2 separate regions of the Mus musculus genome follow, and region 1 is linked to region 2. Evidence: chromatin contacts called from public targeted proximity ligation data. All regions are on one chromosome and are shown on one strand. The core of a region is the stretch at or near the end of the contact, and the rest is flanking DNA. Distances in the headings are between cores, read along the strand shown. Region 1 holds the start of Ms4a6b (membrane-spanning 4-domains, subfamily A, member 6B). Region 2 has its middle 19 kb from the start of Ms4a4a.

Region 1 (4,561 bases), core at 14-2,513, 160 kb before region 2:
CCCCACCTCCCAGACTGTGCACCTTTGGGCATCCTTGACCTGTCCTTTGGCAGAAGAAACTGCTGGTACAGAGAAATGTAAAACCATCACATCTCAGATTTAGGAGTTATTTTTTTCAAAATGTTAAACACACCACAATGATTTTAGATAATAAACACCTCATAGGAAGGGAAATCCTGGATCCCCACAGGTTTCTGTTTCTATGCCCAAATGTTTACACAAAATTTGTCAGATGTAGCTCTGGCTCTTTCCCAATTTCACCTAGAACAAGTGCATTGTCTTTATTCAATGACTTGCACTGTCCGGCTGCTTTGCTATCCATGAGGTACTAAAGTCAGCCTTCAGTGCTTTCCAATCCATGCTATGTACCACTCAAAACGTGCAACCCTATGCATCTGTTTCGTGTGTCTAATAGTGCCAATTTTAGGATTAGCACCTCACATTTTATCATATTTTAGTAGACATAATCTAGTGTTTTTATTCTTGAAAACAATCCTTTACATTAATTAATAAAATCACAATCAGTAACAAATTCAGAATCAAAACTTTGATGTATATGAGGAAGTAATGATGCTTTGCACAGCAACATCAAATAAATGCTAAATAAACAGGCAAAGTTCTCATTACTGACCAGTTGCCTACACACAGTTGTGTGTGGCGGCACAGCTGTCTCTGACTCTGGTTCTCTCCTTATTTTCCCACCTGCCAGGGGCAGCCTGTGTTTAAGTCTCTTCAGTGTGAAGAAGCAGCTGAATGCACCCATATGAGAAGTCCTGGAGTCCTAAGCTTTTTTCAAGTTTTGTCATGATACTGACAATCATGCCCTTGTTAGGTGGAAGGACCATGTTCCCTGGGGAATCGGTTTCTGAGCTCATCTTGGCTCCCTTCTGTTCTCTGTGCTATTCTCAGCCCTTAGGCTGCCTAATCAGTGAATGACCTGAGAGTTCTGCTCCTTATGTCAGTGATCACCAAGATTATGCAGCTAAAATGGCCAGGACAGAGGTAAGCCAGATGCCCTGTGCCTTTGCCCATTTAATTCTAAAGAGCCCCCGTGTCTCCATTGCTTTCATGAGCATCAGCAAGTTCTTGTAACTCAGTCCCAGAAACAGAGTGCTACACAGAGGGAAGTCCCTTCAGGGTTGCCTACCTGAGCCTGTGTGCCTTGTCACCCAGTCACTTCCAGCCGAGCTCTCAGGAACCCGAAGAGCCTTAACTCTGGGTTCTCTCAGGCTGATCCTTGGTTCCTTCTTGTGAACTTGTAACTGTCTCCAGCCCTTCCTTCTTCTGTGTTCACTGCACAGGAAGTGGTGCTTAACAGGTTGAGGACTGTTATTGTGCCTGTACTTCCTATATCAGAAAGTCCCAGTAACTTCAGAAAAATTACTAATTGAACCAGTTTTGATAGAGTGAGGGGTGAGGTAGTGAGTTGCAACACCCACTAGCTGCATGCAATGCCCAAGTTCACTTTCTTGAACTTTAGTTGTTTATGAGTTAAACAAAGAACAGCAACATGCTGGGAAAACCTATTAAGATGAGAGAAAGTTTTTGGAGGGGAAACTAGGAAAGGGGATAACATTTGAAAAACAAATAAAGAAAATATCTAATCAAAAAAGGGAAAAAAGATGAAAGTTTTTCTTAAAGACCTGTCTTCCTTCTAACTACTATTTAATGAACTTTCTTGATTACTAATGATATTGCAAGTCATAGTAGTATTGATGAATAAAACATTTCACAATGCAGAGTAAAGTATGATAATAGTAATCATGACCTTGGATTTTGATATATTACTTTATTATAGGCTAATACATTACTGAGCACACTGTAATGTATAATCAATTGTAACAATTGATCATTTTACAGTATTTTTGGTACTTTGTTATTCATACTTTTTCCCCCAGTAACTCTTCAGCCTCTGGGGAAAAAAACCCCTGCACACAGGATTTCAGCACTCGCTGGTTAATTGATACTCCCTTTAGAGCCTTCCTCATCTCTTCTAACCTTCTTCTAGACCACTGGACTTCTCTAACAGGAGATGTGTCCAGGGAGTTACTGGACACTTCTAGAAAAGTAATAGATCAGGAGAGGAGCAAGCAGAGAAGTTTCAACACACCAGGAATGACTTCAACAATCCTGCACTCCAGACACAGTCATGAAGACATGTGTCCCTGTGGCTTTCAGGCCCTTGGGTAGGCACAATTCAGAAGCTGACTTTGACATAATTAACTTCACAGGGGAACTAGAGCCAGCTGCAGCAACTGGACAGCTACACGCTGACAACTTCCTTCCTTCTTTCCTTGGAGTCAGCCAAAAAGAACCTAGGGAGACAGTGTGAGCCACTGTCACATCAGAGGGTTGTGGTGTGGTAATTCCCTGCAGGTTTCACAGCAGGCAGGAAAAACAAAACAACAACAGCAACAACAAAACAATTTAGGAAGAGATGAATAAAACTCAGCTCAGCCCCATTTTGTTGTAACTGGTGCTGGTCTAGCCTAGATTGTTTTACTTTAGCCATAGTGAAGCACAGCACAATTTTGGAACAAAAGGTTTTCAGATAGCAATGAACTCAGGCCCAAGCTCACAACAATGTAATGTTACATTGAGGTCCTTTACAAAGCACACCTGGCTTTTTTTTTTTTTTCCACAAGAACGGGTACTGTTGACTAAGAGATAGTGCCCAAGACTTAGGCTCTAGGGAGCTTGACTGAGGGATAAGTGATGCCTGTGGGTTTCAGCATTGCCTCGCCCTAAGATAACATCAGCCTCCTGTGGTAAAGGCTGTGGTAAGGTACAGGTAACGTCCCTCATGAGGGCGGGGTTTATGGTCTAAAAGCAGTGCTCACAGTTTAAGGTAAGAGTCTGCAATGATAAGTAAAAACAAATTCTGGGAGATATGGGCAGAGCCTGTTTCATCAAAGAGCAAAGGTTGTAAACCCACATCATTCCTGGCATTCCCTGAAGAACTGCTATTCATCCCATTCCAAAGAAGACATAAGCCACCTGTTTAATAATCCTGGCTCTCCAGTGCTTCTCAGAGTGTACAAGGCCCCTTTGTTCTTTACTGTTGTGAGTTCTACAGTTCCCGTGTGAACTGTTGGCTGAAGACATAAGCTAAGACATATTATTCTATCATCTGGAAGTCACCTTTTTCAGCAAGGCCAGAACATCACAGAAAGAAAGCCCTACTTCAATTCTGGAGAAGACCAAGAGACTGTCTTCTCTAAGAAATCTGTCCCAAACAACTGGAGAAGGGGTTATGCCAAAAGCTGTTGCCTGTACCTGGAATAAGTTCTTCTAGGTGGGTTGTCTTGTGTGGCCTCAGTAGGTAAGGAAGCTTCATAGGGACTTAAAGTGCCAGGGTGGGAGGATACACTCAGAGGAGAAGGGGAGGGGAAATGGAGAAAGGGATGTAGGAGGGGAGGGTGCCAAGGAGGAGGGCTTTGAGCAGGATGTAAAATGGATAACTTAAAAAACAAATCTAGTGTTTCTTCTCCTTTTCCAGGATGCCTACTGTCACTGTTCCCTTCACATTGTGCCCTGTGCCCTCATCACTGTCCCAGAACCTAGTGAATTAGTGAGGTACAGCTGCTCTTCTGAGCTTTGGCCATGGTGAAGGGTAGCCTCTTGAGGGCAAGCATACCCACTTTTGTCTGCAGGAGAATTTGCTAATAAATTAGTTGAATCTGTCAACCTGACATCCCCTCACCAGTCTGATCTTCATTTCATGCTCGTACAATTTGAAGTGTGTGTAAAGACATTTAATAGGGTCCATGAGACAGTGCTTGTAAGACTATCACAAAGTCCTACACAGTGGACATAAGAGTGTTGGTTTCGCCAAGTTCCCCCTTACCTTCCCCAGCCATCCACCCTCAGGATCAATCAGTCTCTCCTCTTCTCCCAAACCTAGGGCTTTTGCGCTTTATTTGAAATCGGGACATCTGCAGCCTGAGCAAAATGTTGCTCTTCCCCGTCTGACCTTATTTCCATTCTGCTGTTACATTCTTGGTGGTCTCCAGAGTCTGAGCCCTGCTCCTTAACCTGAAGATGAAAACTAACTAACAATAATACACTATGATTAGTCATCTAGGACCTTATATTTTAATCTCTCAACACTTTTGCAAATGTTCTGGTCCTCAGCCCACACCCTCTGGGAAATGCCTGCTCAGTTTGCATTCATTTAGACTTGCCATTTTCTCTTCTCTTTCCCAAGCCAACGTGGTTAATTATTTTCTCCTTGTTTAACTTTTCTCTACTATCGGCTCCTGCTGCCTGATGTAATATGCTTTTCTGACTAATTGTTAGGCTTTCTACTTTGATCCTTACTTTCCCCTTTTAAGTGTAGGCATGTGGAGTTTGACTGCCTTAGTTCTATCGCAAAATAATTCTTCTGGTATCTTTACCTTCCTAATTTAATCACTCTTATAATCATCTCTGAACAAAAGTCTAAAACTAACATTCAACATTACATCTGTTTCTTCTAACTCTTCTACCACCAGACTTCTACATTACTGCTTCCCTCCCTCACAATGTTATTCATTCACTTTTATTAAAGACTCAAGCACTC
Region 2 (5,083 bases), core at 1,683-4,182:
ACATATTTCTCTCATGTTTCTTTCTAGAGCCTCCTAATGTGTTTCTGTCTTTAGCCTTGTCTCAAACCTCTTGCCGAAAATGTGTCTCTGTTTCCTGCGAGGTTGAGTTCTTCAGATGACTTCTTGACATAAGAAGTAAGCTTCAAATTTATTGTGAACATCAAAGCTTGTGCAATGGAGCTGGACAGCTCTAGCTGATTGTATGCTAAGCTTGATTTTTGGAAGGTTGAAAAATGATATCCTAATACTCCAATGAGTTAAATTAAACAGCTTGGTAACTATCATCTTCACATTTCTAATTAACCAATAAAAGTAATTCATGTGAATGAATTCAATATCTCTGGTAGAAAATAACAGAAAATAAAACCATCCATTCTCCCATGAAAAATAAATCAGGAAGATATGGAATTTTCCTACAAATAGCCCTAGTTTTGGAGTTGACTGTCCCTCCAGGACCCTGTGTTAACAGTCTAGAACATGCTGTGCTGCTGTTGGATAAGTGTGAAATCTTAAGAAAGTGGCTTTAGTGAAAGGGACTGAGAATTGCTGGTGGCTTGTCCTTAAAATGAAGAGGAACAACCATCATCCTCCCTCCTCTCTGCCCTCTCAGCCATGAGGTCAACAGTTTGCTTCACCATGGTCTTCCACCGTGAAGTGCAGACAGAGCACAGACCTCCCTACCCCATGGCAGATTCACTTCAAAATGGACTGATACCTCTCAAACTGTGAGTTTAAAAATCAAAACAAAACAAACAACAACAAACCCACAAAGCTTTACTTTCATTTTGTTAGTATTTTCGGAGTTTCTTTTTTTTTTTTCTTTTTTTTTCCTTTTTTTTAAAATTTATTACGTATTTTCCTCAATTACATTTCCAATGCTATCCCAAAAGTCCCCCATACCCTCCCCCCCACTTCTCTACCCACCCATTCTCATTTTTTTGGCCCTGGCGTTCCCCTGTACTGGGGCATATAAAGTTTGTGTGTCCAATGGGCCTCTCTTTCCAGTGATGGCCGACTAGGCCATCTTTTGATACATATGTAGTTAGAGTCAAGAGCTCCAGGGTACTGGTTAGTTCATAATGTTGTTCCATCTATAGGGTTGCAGGTCCCTTTAGCTCCTTGGGTACTTTCTCTAGCTCCTCCATTGGGAGCCCTGTGATCCATCCAATAGCTGACTGTGACCATCCACTTATGCGTTTGCTAGGCCCCGGCATAGTCTCACAAGAGACAGCTACATCTGGGTCCTTTCGATAAAATCTTGCTAGTGTATGCAATGGTGTCAGCGTTTGGAAGCTGATTATGGGGTGGATCCCTAGATATGGCAGTCTCTACATGGTCCATCCTTTTGTCACAGCTCCAAACTTTGTCTCTGTAACTCCTTCCATGGGTGTTTTGTTCCCAATTCTAAGAAGGAGCACAGTGTCCACACTTTGGTCTTCATCCTAGTTTCATACAGTGTATTTTGATCATATCTACCCCTACTCTCACTTCTCCCAGACCCACTCCCTCTTTACCCACCCACCTTTGTGTTCTCATTCTCCTTATATCTATAGTTTAACACACCAATGAGAGTAAAGTTCATCTCTCAACCCTTATTAGAGAAGCTTCCTTTTGCCCTAAATAGAGGTTAACACAGAGACCAAGAGCTGATCAGAATGCAAATGATAAGGAACTGAAGGCTTCCAAGCTCTAAATGGGACATCTGTCATACCCCCTTCTTCCAAGATTCAGGGGTCACTGTAAAACAGGGAGCAGAAAAACTGAAAAAGAATAAGAGAAGAGGATGACTGCAAAATCTTTATACGTTAATTGTCACGACTATTTGCCATAGTGATGGAAAGTGGGCAACTGTAAATGGATAAATGCTTTTAACGGAAAATATGACAGGAATTTATAAAATGAAGGCTGGGACTTGAAAGGTTGGCTCAGTGGTTATGAGGGTTGGCTGCTCAGTGTGAGAAGATGTGCTTAACCCTGAGAGGCGCCAGGGAGGGGAGAGGTCTGGTGAGATGTAGGGGAACATCCTCTTGGAGATGGTGGGAGGAGGAATGGGATGAGGAACAGTCAGAGGGTGGACTAGGAGAGGAATAAAGACTGGCCTGTAAAAAAGATTAAATAATAATAATCTCTCACTGTTATTCTAAATTACTCTTCATATAAACAACGATGGAGAATAACATTAGTCATGCTGTGTTGGCATATGTCTTGATCTGAAAACCTGTATCATAATTAAATAATTAATGATAAATGGTAGATGTGCTTTATTAAAATTAAAATCAGTGTATAAATGGAGATATCCCATGGTACTATTCTGCAAACATTAAAGAAAAGGTTTGAACTAACTTCTTTAAATTACTATTATTTAAACATGAATAAATATACATGGCAAACTGCTAAAAATTAGTAAATGAAAACTAATTAAAGCTATTAGAAATTCAGCAAGATAGCTAGTAAAACATTTTATAAACAAAGTGTGTGTGTATTTAAGTTAAAATGTTCATTTGATTGTTTAAGAATTGAATAGAGACTTTTGTTTAAATACCAAAATATTTATAAAGCATCTCAGAGGAATACCATTAGGAAAGGATGTGAAATATACATAATAAACGTGCCTGAAGTAACCATGGTGAAACCAGAAAAACAAAAACATAAACAAACAAACAACAACAAAAAAAAACCTCTTGTGGAGATCTTTTTCCAGGTTTCTGATAAGGCAGAGAAACTACATAAATAAAGCTAAGAGGATCAAGCAATTGGTGTAGCTGTGCCAGATCAAAAGGAAAGAGTGCCATTTCACAGATGACACTTGAAAACCAAGTATGAAGATGATTACAGAAAGTGAGCAAATATTTCAAAGCATTGAACAAAGGCTTCCTGGGTGGTACCCACCTGTCAGAACCTGAGTAGCACGGCGGGTGACCCTCACAGCCCTCCCAGTTCCTAGGAAAGAATTCAATATGAAGTCACAGATTCAAAACACCCAATTTTGTGGTCAGGTAAAGGAAGTTAAAATGAGATCAGAAAAGCAAAGTGGTTTGGCTCCCGCCTATGCTCTTCCGGAGAAGATTATTTCTCAACGCTGGCTTTGATATCTGACACATTGAAGGCATAAGAGTCTTCACTACACGGTGATGGTAGCTTGTCCTACTTGTTTGGCATGAAATTGTACAATAACGCATTCAGTAGAGTGTCCAGAGCAGAACATACAATAAAAGCTATTATTTGTGTTGATACTGATAGATACATATTTGTACACCCTGTCCCAAAGTGGGTCCCCATCTGTAGTCTTCAAACGTAAGCTCTTGTTACAAATGTGAGGCAAATCAAGCTAAAACTCTAAACATCCTTCTCCTTATCTGTCTACAGATGAATGGAACCTGCCACCCTTGAGTGACTTCTCTGATTCTTACCTAATCATTAGAAATCTGTGTTCTAATGAGTAATCGACAATTAATTGTTGGTCAAGCCTAATATTTTAAACTCAAGTTATATCCTGAATTTGTGGGAAAGTTCAAATATGATTCTCTTATTCATGTAAATATTTTAGCCATTTTAAAAATCAACTCATAATGTTTAATTTACTTCTAGAAGGCTTTTTAAAATTAAACTTATATAATGAATTTAACTACTAGAAATTTCTTTTTCTTTTTATCTTTGCAAATGTATGTGTGGTACATGTCTGCGTTTGTGTTCATGTTAATACATTTGTACATGCACATGCCACAATATGTGTGAAGGTCAAAGGACAACCTCAGACATTGGTCCTCACTTTCTACTTTTCTTGAGACAGGATTTTTGGTTTCCTGCTATATAGATTTCAGGTTAGCTGACCCAAGTCTCCATGTCTTCTGCCTCCTTCCTATCTCTCTTCTATCTCTCTTCCTATTTCACAGCAGGAAGGACTGAGATTACAGATGGGTCACCTCCATTTTTGCACAGGTTCTGGGGATCCAAATTCAGATGCTCATACTTTCCCAGCATGTGCTTAGCACACAGATTTGATAGCCTGGATGAAATATCTTAAACCTCAGGATAAGAAATGGCCCGGAAGTGCTGTGGAATGCAGTGCTCTAGACAGCATATAGCTGTTATACACATTAAATCACAGAATCTGTAGTTATGTCTTTAGGACTTGCAGGAGTTCAAGCAGGTTAAAATTTCTAGCATACAGTAGAGAGCCCTGCTGAGCCCCATCCCTAGCTGAGGAACTAGTGGCAATTCATAGCTCCTGGGGGAAGGACAAAACGTTTTCTTTGGTGGCTGTCCACTGATAGTTTTTCATGCCCCAGTAGATGGCTACACCTTTACGAATGTCAGCACGCTCTCATCATTGCTCTTGATTACTTTGACACTTGAGAGTAAGACCCTATCACTGAAGACACAACACAGGAGCCATCCAACATGACTGAATCAAGCTGCTAGTGACCTGGGAGCTTCATCCCTATTGGCTAGCTTTCAAAGAGCTATAAGGTCATATTCTCTAATATTAAACGATGGATTTTTAAAAAAATACATGAAAATGAAGGGAGATGTGTTGGGAAGGGCCTGAGGATGAGATGGAGGGATGGAGTGGGGAGTAGATATGATCAAATACATTTAGGACTAGAGAGACTGCTCAGTGGTTAAGGGCAGTCGCTGCTCTTACAGAATATCAGAGGTCAGTTGCTAGCACCTATGTCATAAGAACATTAAAGAAGGGAAAGGGAACATGGGTAAATAAGAGACAAAATCTAGAAGATTCCCTTATCTCTACCAAGAGTACAGGGTAGAATAAATGTAGAAGAAACCAAAACCACTCTTTGAAATTAGAGTTATAACTACTTTTGTCACTATCATAATTAACTGGTTAATTAGTCTCATGTTCTTAAAGCACATTTTTTGATTAAATTTTTTATTCACTTTACATCCTGATCACAGCTCCCTCATCTTGTCCCATTCCCCCCTTTACATATCCTTCCTCTCACTACCTCCTCCCCTTTTCCTCAGAAAAAGGAAACAGCCCCTCTTGGTAGGACCCTGCCCAGTGACATCTAGTCCCAATATTACTAAACACTTCCTCTCCCACTGAGGCCCAACCAGGTAG

What was found.
Region 1: a targeted proximity ligation map of memory CD8 T cells shows a contact between it and region 2, with 7 times the contacts expected there. A contact is called at or near these places in 1 of 39 promoter capture datasets (macrophages), 27 of 484 Hi-C or Micro-C datasets (CD4 T cells, CD8 T cells, CD8 central memory T cells and 14 more), 12 of 130 datasets of targeted methods (CD8 T cells, the SCID.adh cell line, Th17 cells and 7 more) and 5 of 9 other capture datasets (adipose tissue, bone marrow-derived macrophages, liver and 2 more).

The regions. Positions count from the first base shown.
Region 1 is chr19:11,515,261-11,519,821 of GRCm38.p6, reverse strand. Ms4a6b (membrane-spanning 4-domains, subfamily A, member 6B) reads right to left here and starts at 1,263. Exons shown (of 7, transcript NM_027209.3): 1 at 1,148-1,263.
Region 2 is chr19:11,353,835-11,358,917 of GRCm38.p6, reverse strand. No RefSeq gene overlaps it. Among named protein-coding and RNA genes, the nearest start is that of Ms4a4a, 19 kb to the left of the region's middle.